2 separate regions of the Mus musculus genome follow, and region 1 is linked to region 2. A link is a contact called in public Hi-C data. All regions are on one chromosome and are shown on one strand. Each heading gives the region's core, a stretch centred on a gene start, on an enhancer-like site or on the middle of the called end of the contact. The rest is flanking DNA. Distances are from core to core; before and after follow the strand shown. Region 1 has its middle 10 kb from the start of Gm39389. Region 2 holds the start of Snap91 (synaptosomal-associated protein 91).

Region 1 (3,936 bases), core at 678-3,177, 72 kb before region 2:
CCTGTTCATTAGACTAAACTAATATGTGCTGTAAAAAATGAAGGACACTATAGTTCTTGTTAAGGTGCTCAAAGTCTGTAAGATGTACAGGCTATATGAAGGTCAAATGGACAAGTCATTGTAATAGACTCTTACAACTGCTACATCAAAACTATACAATGCTTGCTAGAGGAATCCAGGTAAGACCAATCAGGTACACATTCTTCCCAGGAAAGCCTGCCTTCTGTAAGTTATTGAAAGCAACATCTGAACTGTCCATAAGCAATGAATGAGTTTGTCAAGAAAAGAGGAAAAGCAGCTGATACCATGCCAGCCCTGAGCTAGTGGAGAAGGTCAATGAGCAGGAGAGAAGGTAGTTGGGTAGTAAGGACTCCTGTGTATCATGGACTTTGCTCTGGATAATGAGGTGTCCTTGAAGGTCTGTGGTTATTAAATGACAAGACAGGTCTCTTTGTTTGACAGATAGTAGTTGTGGCAATGTGAAGCACTTATTGGAAAAATGGAAGAAACTAGAGGCCAATTTGAACAACCTTTACTAATGTGAGCCACATATAATGAAGCCTGAAATAAGAGCATCACAGTGGAAATAAGAATTAGGGGAGAAAGAGGAAGATGGGAAAAGGCTTCCCAATCCATTGGCTACAAAGAAAACAGTGAGAGCTTAGTGCAGTGGTTCTCAACCTTCCTAATGCTGTGACCCTTAATACAGTTCCTCTTGTGTGGTGAACCCCAACCATAGAAGGATTTTCATTGCTACTTCATAACTGTAGTTTTGCTGTTCTTTTGTATTGTAATGTAAATACTGTGTTTTCCAATGGTCTTAGGCAAGACTTGTGAAAGCGTCATTTGACCCCCAAAAGGTCATGACCCACAGGCTGAGAACCAATGGCCTGGGGAGAGTGATCAGAGCAAAAGACCTAAGGACCAAACACAGGGTCTTAGGACACACTGGCTCATAAACAAAGTTGGTGGAAGGCACAGAACTGATTGATCCCAAATTGACTAGCAGGGCATGGGCCAGTGACAACTGTGTATTATTCAAATAACCTTACTCAGGTATGTTGTGTGACCCTAAGATCTGTGAAACATAGTATAGTATTCCAGGCTTGAAAAAGTTTTCTCTCAAGTATAAAAGCCTTATTTCCCAGGGAAATAAGGAAGTGTGTAAAAAGTGCACCCTGGAGTTAAGCAAGTGCCTTGGTCTAATGTTTAAGTGCTCACGCATCTTATGAGAAGCTGGACTAAGGGGCGTGGTCTTGCTTTTCCAGAATGTATGCATAGCACCCCTCATCCTGGCTCTGTGTTGTAAAGGGAAAAGAAAAGCTTTCTTTTACTTTTTTGTAACAATATCCTATCCTGTTCTACAGATTATGTCAAGTCCATGCATGTTACGTCAAGTCTGGTTATTCTTGACATGTGCTGGTGTGCTGCTGCCCAGCTAATGAGAGATGGAGGCATACCACATCCAGCATTGTGATAAAGCAGCTAAAAATACACTCAGAGCCAAAACACTTATAGTGTATTATCACAGCTAGTGATGAACAGAGATATCACTTAGCATGCAGCCTCTTAAAACATCTAAACCTAAACCTTAAAGACCTGGGTTCAAGGTCAACCTAGTTACACTGAAAGTTCTAGGCCAGAGAGAATTAGTTAGACCCTATTTCCAGAAACAGCCTGTTAGGGACATTCCTACTCACAGGTAGCAGGCACATTTCTCCCTGTTCATTTCAGTCATTTTGCCACTTTTAAATAAGGCCAGGGTATACAGCTGAGGACTGGGGGCCCCTGTAGACTCAGGAAGGCGCTGCTACTTCTGTTGTTAGCAGAAAGAAATGAGATTCTTGGTAGTGAACATATTAGGGATGACCTACATTGGGCCTGTGGAAAAAAAAAAACTGCCCATGTTTACATCATGGCTCAGCTACTGAGCAGACATGTGGCCATGATTAAGTAAGTTACTTCCCACTGCTGGCATTAGAAGTTTTGAGTCTGAAAAACAATGATGTCTTCCCCCTCTCCCCCACCTCCAAACCTTGCAAAACTATCAAATGAAATAGCATCTCTAAAGTGCTTTATAGGAGTGACTGGGCCACTGTTCAACAAATATTCAACATGATTATTGCCAAACACAACCAACACAGGGACAGACATTTGTCGTGTGGAGCTACACAGCTCATCTCAAGAGCATACTCTTCTATTAAATTTAGACACTGGGCCAAAGGGACCCTAAACCTATTGCCAAAGCAGCGAATGTCATTGACTCAGGTGACACCCACAGCGTGAGGAATGGACATAGCAATAGTGCAGGCTTTAGTGCATCTGCTAAGAACACAGTAGGAAACCAGCACGTGCAGGCATTGCTGCTGGTGGTGTTCGTGTGGGAGCTGAGTCACCTGACAGAAATAGGCTCTGTTCTGACAGACTCTGACACGTGAAACTCCCCTTTCGCTGGGAGCTTCCCGCATATGTGTTTAAACTTTGACAGAGATCTTGCGAAATACCTCCTCTGAACAAGGCTGCCACTGACATTACACAGAATTTTGTCAGTCAAAGGATCCCTTGCATGCTACACACCTCATCTTGTTTCCTTGTCCGGAGCCTATTTTAAATCAGATGTGGAAACGCTCAGCGGGACTTGTGCATAGATAGGCTCTTAAACAAGTTAAGACAGGCCTCATGGGAATTAAGCAGTGCACGGCTCAGAACATTTTAGATTTGCTGATTGGTTAAATATCTTCAGCAGCCAAAACTACTTAGAATTTGTAACAGGCTGAGCCTGAGTGATAGAGGAGGCTGCTCACCGAGGCTTTTGTCTTTAGGAGAGCATAGTCTTAATTGGTGTGAAAGAGCTATAGCAAACAATTATAACGCAACATGGTAGCCTTGGTGACAGATTTTCAAAGTGATACATAGAAGAGGCTAGGAATACATTGTGCTAGTCCACTGCGCTCACCTCAACAGTTCTGCATAGGAAATTGCCTTGACTTTTTCATGTTACCTTCTTATTACGTAAGGACAAATCCCTCCTGTAGAGATTATCTCTCTTTCCACAGCACAAGCGTGCCTTTCTGGTTTGGTTTGCTGGGTCCTGAGATTCTGCACCTGATTTAGGTGTAATTGTTCTGTGAAGGCATCATTACAGCCATCATCAATGATAAGAAACCGCTGCGCATGCAGGAGTCTGGAGAAGAAACAGTCTGTGTTAAGAATGGCCAATCAATATACAATCTCTGCCATCTAATGGTTCTGCAAAGCAATCTTCAAGCCTCGTACAAATCTTTTACACTTAAGTATAAAGAATACAAGTTATAGAAAGAAACAAATATTCCAGGGTGATAAGAAAAAGTGTGTTTCAGTGCTTCATCACAACTGACAAGAGAAAAATCACGTCTCAGCACTGAATTTTCAAGGCATAGTGCTACACTATTGAAATGCCAATATTAACTTGAATAGAAGCAAGGGGTGCAGAGAGAAAAAAAATCAATACATTTCTTTCTTAAGCTACCTCCTAAGAAAGAAAAAAAAATAGACTTTTATTTGAGGAGTTGGGGGAAGTCAAATCAGAATGACTTTTGGGAAGTCGAAGGAATGCCAGGCAAGAAATTTGGAATGCTTTAATGAAACTGTGCAGAGATATAAAAAAATTATAACCAAAAGTCTTCAATCATAAATAATAATACAAAACAACGCTGTGAGGGGCGAGGGGCAGTGCGTGCTTGTAATCCTAGCACAGTCTGGGTCATTGGGCCCAAACCAGCTTGAACTACAAGACGGTCTTAAAGGCAACACCAAAACCAAAACAAGAAAGTAGGAGTTAACCAACGAAGGGAATGAAGTGGAGGAAACAAGGAGATGCCATCTTTCTTTGAACGGAATGAGCAGTTTCCTCAGGGAAGGAATACCTTGACCAGTTCACAGAAGGGTGGTCATTTA
Region 2 (3,765 bases), core at 350-2,849:
TTCTATGTGTCCAAATTCATACTGTTGTTATCGACCACCTTAGTCATGATATAAACCTTTTCTATCATTTTAAATAGTTTTTCTTTTGAAGTCAGTCCCCAGTCCTGAACCTTGGCATCTGGTGTATTTTCTGTCTTGAACTTAAACCTTTCTTACTCTGTTACATAAATGGATCAAAATAGTAAATAACGTCCTGGTGATTTGGCCTCTTTCATGAAGCATCGTATGTTCTCAAATTCATCCATGTTGTTCATTTCTGTCTTGTTATTGCTAAGTAGTATTCTGTTGTGTGGATATGCCATGTTTTCTTTAGCTATTTATCAATAGACTGGTTTTCCTCCAGTGTGGGGCCATTATATAAGCTGCTACTAATTTTGAGTGAAAGTTTAAAGAGAAAAATGTGTGTGTCTGGTTCCCCCCCCCCCCAATTGGGTAAATACTGTGCAGGACTGCGGGGGTCATATAGTAATACGTACATAACTTTTTGGTGGTGGTCTTGATCTTTCTTTCTTTAGTCAACAAGGTTTCTAATTGCTGCTGCTGGGATCAGCCCCAGCTGTTAGGAAGTTATGATTGGGTATTGAACACCGGACCAAGAGAAAAACTACAAGGCAGAACCTTGATGTGTGTAAGTAGGCGTATATGACCTTGGGGGACTGAACAGAGGTCACCTGTGTAAAGCCAGAAAATATGTCAGGGAAGTACCTAAGGGAACTTCTGATCTTAACCGTGGGAATTTAAAAGAATAGTTAAGACAATGACCTTTACAAATGTCAACTCATGAAATTATTAACCGACTCCAATCCCATGCAAATAACACTCGACATTCAAATAATATAAGACGTTCCGACATATTTAAATGGCAAAAATTACAGTTTAAGGGTGCAAATGATTACAAGACGAGTGTAATCTGGCATTCAGCTAATTGCTTTGCTACTTGTCTATACCGCATACCTCAGTATTGCTTTAAGGCTAAAGCGGCTCGAATTACCTGCCCACTCGGCTCCCCGTTGTAACTGAGACTAGTGGAGCAGCCTCAAGGAGCTGAGGGTGCACAGGTAACGGTCGCGTGGCCACAGAATCTGACATTTCAAATCGCCCTGCCCATCTGGGCCTCTACTGCCGAGGACAGGCCAGCTAGTCACAGGCACGCTTCTTAGGAGAAGGGGCTGGGCTCTGTTGGCAGCGCACGCTGCCGCCCTTGCCTCGGCCTTCACAGCCCTCCCTCTCCCCAGGCCCACGCCCGCGGCGATCCCCGAGCATCCTGCAGTTGCCCGGCAGGTATGCGCGGCGCGCGCGCACCAGGTCCGCCCGGGGACGCAGCGGGTGCGCGCGGGGACGCAGGGCGCGCGCAAGAACGCAAGCCATAGAGCCGCGGCGCCCCTCCGGTCCCACCCCCTCCTCCGCCGTCGCCCGCCAGGGATGCTCGCGTGCGGCCCTCCTCCCGTTTAAAGCCGCGGCTCCGAGGGGGGCGGCGAGCAGGAGCGACAGGGAGGGGGCCGCTGGCGTTCTGCAGAGGACTGGCCCGGGTTCGTCGGCTGCCGTCACCTGACTCGTCGCAGGCGCTCCAGCTGAGGTGGGGGCGGGGATGGGGACGCTGCGCCGAGCGCTAGAGAGACGCGGCGGCGCTGGCGGAGGCGGCGGCGGGTGGGGACCGCGGGGACCGCGGAGCTGAGACAGGGGCCGGGCCGGGGCTACAGGCATCGCGGCCCGGGGACACCAGGGCGGTGCGTGTCTGCACTCAGCTACCTCGCGCGGCGTCCGGGCTGCGGTGCTCCTGGGGCGGGGTGAGTACGCTGGGCCGCACGGGTCCCCTCCCCTGCTCCAGGACCCGGGGATTCGAGGGATAATCCTAGGGCGCGGAGAAGGGCAGAGGCGGCCGGGTGACAGCTCGGTGGCGCTTTAGCGGCCGGGCGGGGCCTGGGCTGTCCGCCCTCTGAGATCCGACTGGAGAAGGGTGAGGCGCATCGCGGCTCAGGGCGGCCCGACTATAGGGATGGAGGGCGAGGGAAGAGGAGTCGTTGCTGCCGCCGCAGCCCCAGGACAGAAAGGAGGTGGCCGCGGCCCTGCGGTGCTGTGGGAGACACGTTGCGGCTCGGGGCAGCGAAAGGTGCGCGCTTCTGGGCGCGGCGTCCGGGGTAACCCCGACGCGCACCGGGTCTCGCACCACCGAAAAGGGTTGCGCGGACAGTGCTGCTTGACAGGGGGCGAAGCCGGGATGTGGTGACCGCTTCAGGGTGTGGGAAAGCGGGACCGTGGCACGATGCAAGGACTACCCTGCGGGTGGCTGACAGCCCTGGACCTCGATGGACCAACTGGGCTTGGCGCGCCGCTGGTCCCAAGAGGCGGTGCCAGGGCGGGGTCGGCGGAGGAGAGAACCGCCGAGCGGAGGGAGCAGGCAAGGCCGGGCGCTCCAGCTAAGGCGGTGCGGGTGAAAGCCGGACCATCTCCTCTTATTTCCTGCAGAAGAGGAGGCGGTAGACGCGGCCGGTGAAGATGTCGGGCCAAACGCTCACGGATCGGATCGCCGCCGCTCAGTACAGCGTGACTGGCTCTGCTGTAGCAAGAGCAGTCTGCAAAGCCACCACTCATGAGGTGATGGGCCCCAAGAAGAAGCACCTGGACTGTAAGCATCCTTTTATATAAGCGGGACATGCGCGTGACCATAGGGGCTCAAAGGCCGGCGGCATGGCCTTGGCAGTCTGTAATACTGCCAGAAGCCTTGGGAACTGGCTCACCATCGAGTCGATCCTGAGATCCTGAGCTCCTGCCTCTGGCCTTGGAGGTGTCCCCTTGAATAGGCCCTGAAACCTTGTCTATCGAGCCGTTTTTTTCTTCTGATGACCTCCAAGAGCCTAGAGGAGGGAACACACACACACACACACACACACACACGGTTGCATAAAAGTGTACATTTGGGCTACATCCTTTTAATCATTTTTTTTCTCCACTCTCTGTTAGGTTAAAGGAAATGAGGGGTGGTAGGGTCACAATGGGGAGACAGAGAGATTGATGGGTGGGTGGATGGCCACTCTTGACACTAATTTCTTAAGAGCATTTTGGATAATCGTAAAATCCTGCTTTTTCCTCTGCTGCTACTCAGAATTTGTGTGTGAGTGTGGGGGAGTGCGCGCGTGTGTCATATGTCACTACACTGAGCCGAACTGAAATAAATCCAAGCTATTGAATGAGCAGATAATGGCGATTTCATTCTGAACATCTTGGCACACTTCCTTTGTCCTGTTCTCAGAAAATGCTGGGTGGGATAACTGGTCAGCTCACAAAATGAATGTCCTCTCCTCTTTAGAGGTGGTACAGTTTTAGATGAAAACATAATATTTAATACATAATATTTCCCATGATCATTGGCTCTCCGGAGAAAGCTTTATTCTGGTTGGGGAGCTGTATGTTTCTGAAGTTTTTCATGCTGTTAGTATAGTTAGTCTTTTGCTACTGGAGGGGAAAGTGATACTTAGAAAGACTTTAACCTGCTTTAGGCAGTGAGTATCCCCCAAGACTATCCCAAATAGTATTCTACAGTCTCTCTACATCTGTTTGACCTGCTTAGACTCCTCTGCCCTTTGTTGGTGCTCATTGTTAAATGTCACTCTTGGCACAGAAACACATTTGCCCGTGCTCATATTCCCACCTCACTGTCTTGACCTCTTTTGGTTTGTTGGGGGGTTTTTTTTGTTTGTTTGTTTGTTTTATTTTTATATTTTATTTTCTTCAACCCTTCTTCTGTCTCTTGTGTTGCCAAGAAAA

Evidence for each region. Hi-C and Micro-C count contacts between places; a contact is called where the count stands out from the background.
Region 1: a contact with region 2 is called in a Hi-C map of cortical neurons. The contact joins the enhancer-like site here to the promoter of Snap91 in region 2. A contact is called at or near these places in 1 of 39 promoter capture datasets (hippocampal neurons), 6 of 484 Hi-C or Micro-C datasets (the N1E-115 cell line, cardiomyocytes, cerebral cortex and 2 more), 2 of 115 datasets of contacts at active chromatin or transcription factors (cardiomyocytes and forebrain) and 1 of 9 other capture datasets (pancreatic islet).

The regions. Positions count from the first base shown.
Region 1 is chr9:86,950,877-86,954,812 of GRCm38.p6, reverse strand. No RefSeq gene overlaps it. Among named protein-coding and RNA genes, the nearest start is that of Gm39389, 10 kb to the left of the region's middle. Within about 2 kb of position 1,927, at least 19 of the 459 cell types and tissues checked have an H3K27ac peak or open chromatin away from gene starts, as enhancers often do. A contact at or near this core is called in cortical neurons, where this site is marked.
Region 2 is chr9:86,878,283-86,882,047 of GRCm38.p6, reverse strand. It overlaps Snap91 (synaptosomal-associated protein 91), which reads left to right and starts at 1,599. Exons shown (of 30, transcript NM_013669.2): 1 at 1,599-1,787; 2 at 2,467-2,626. The coding sequence starts at 2,497.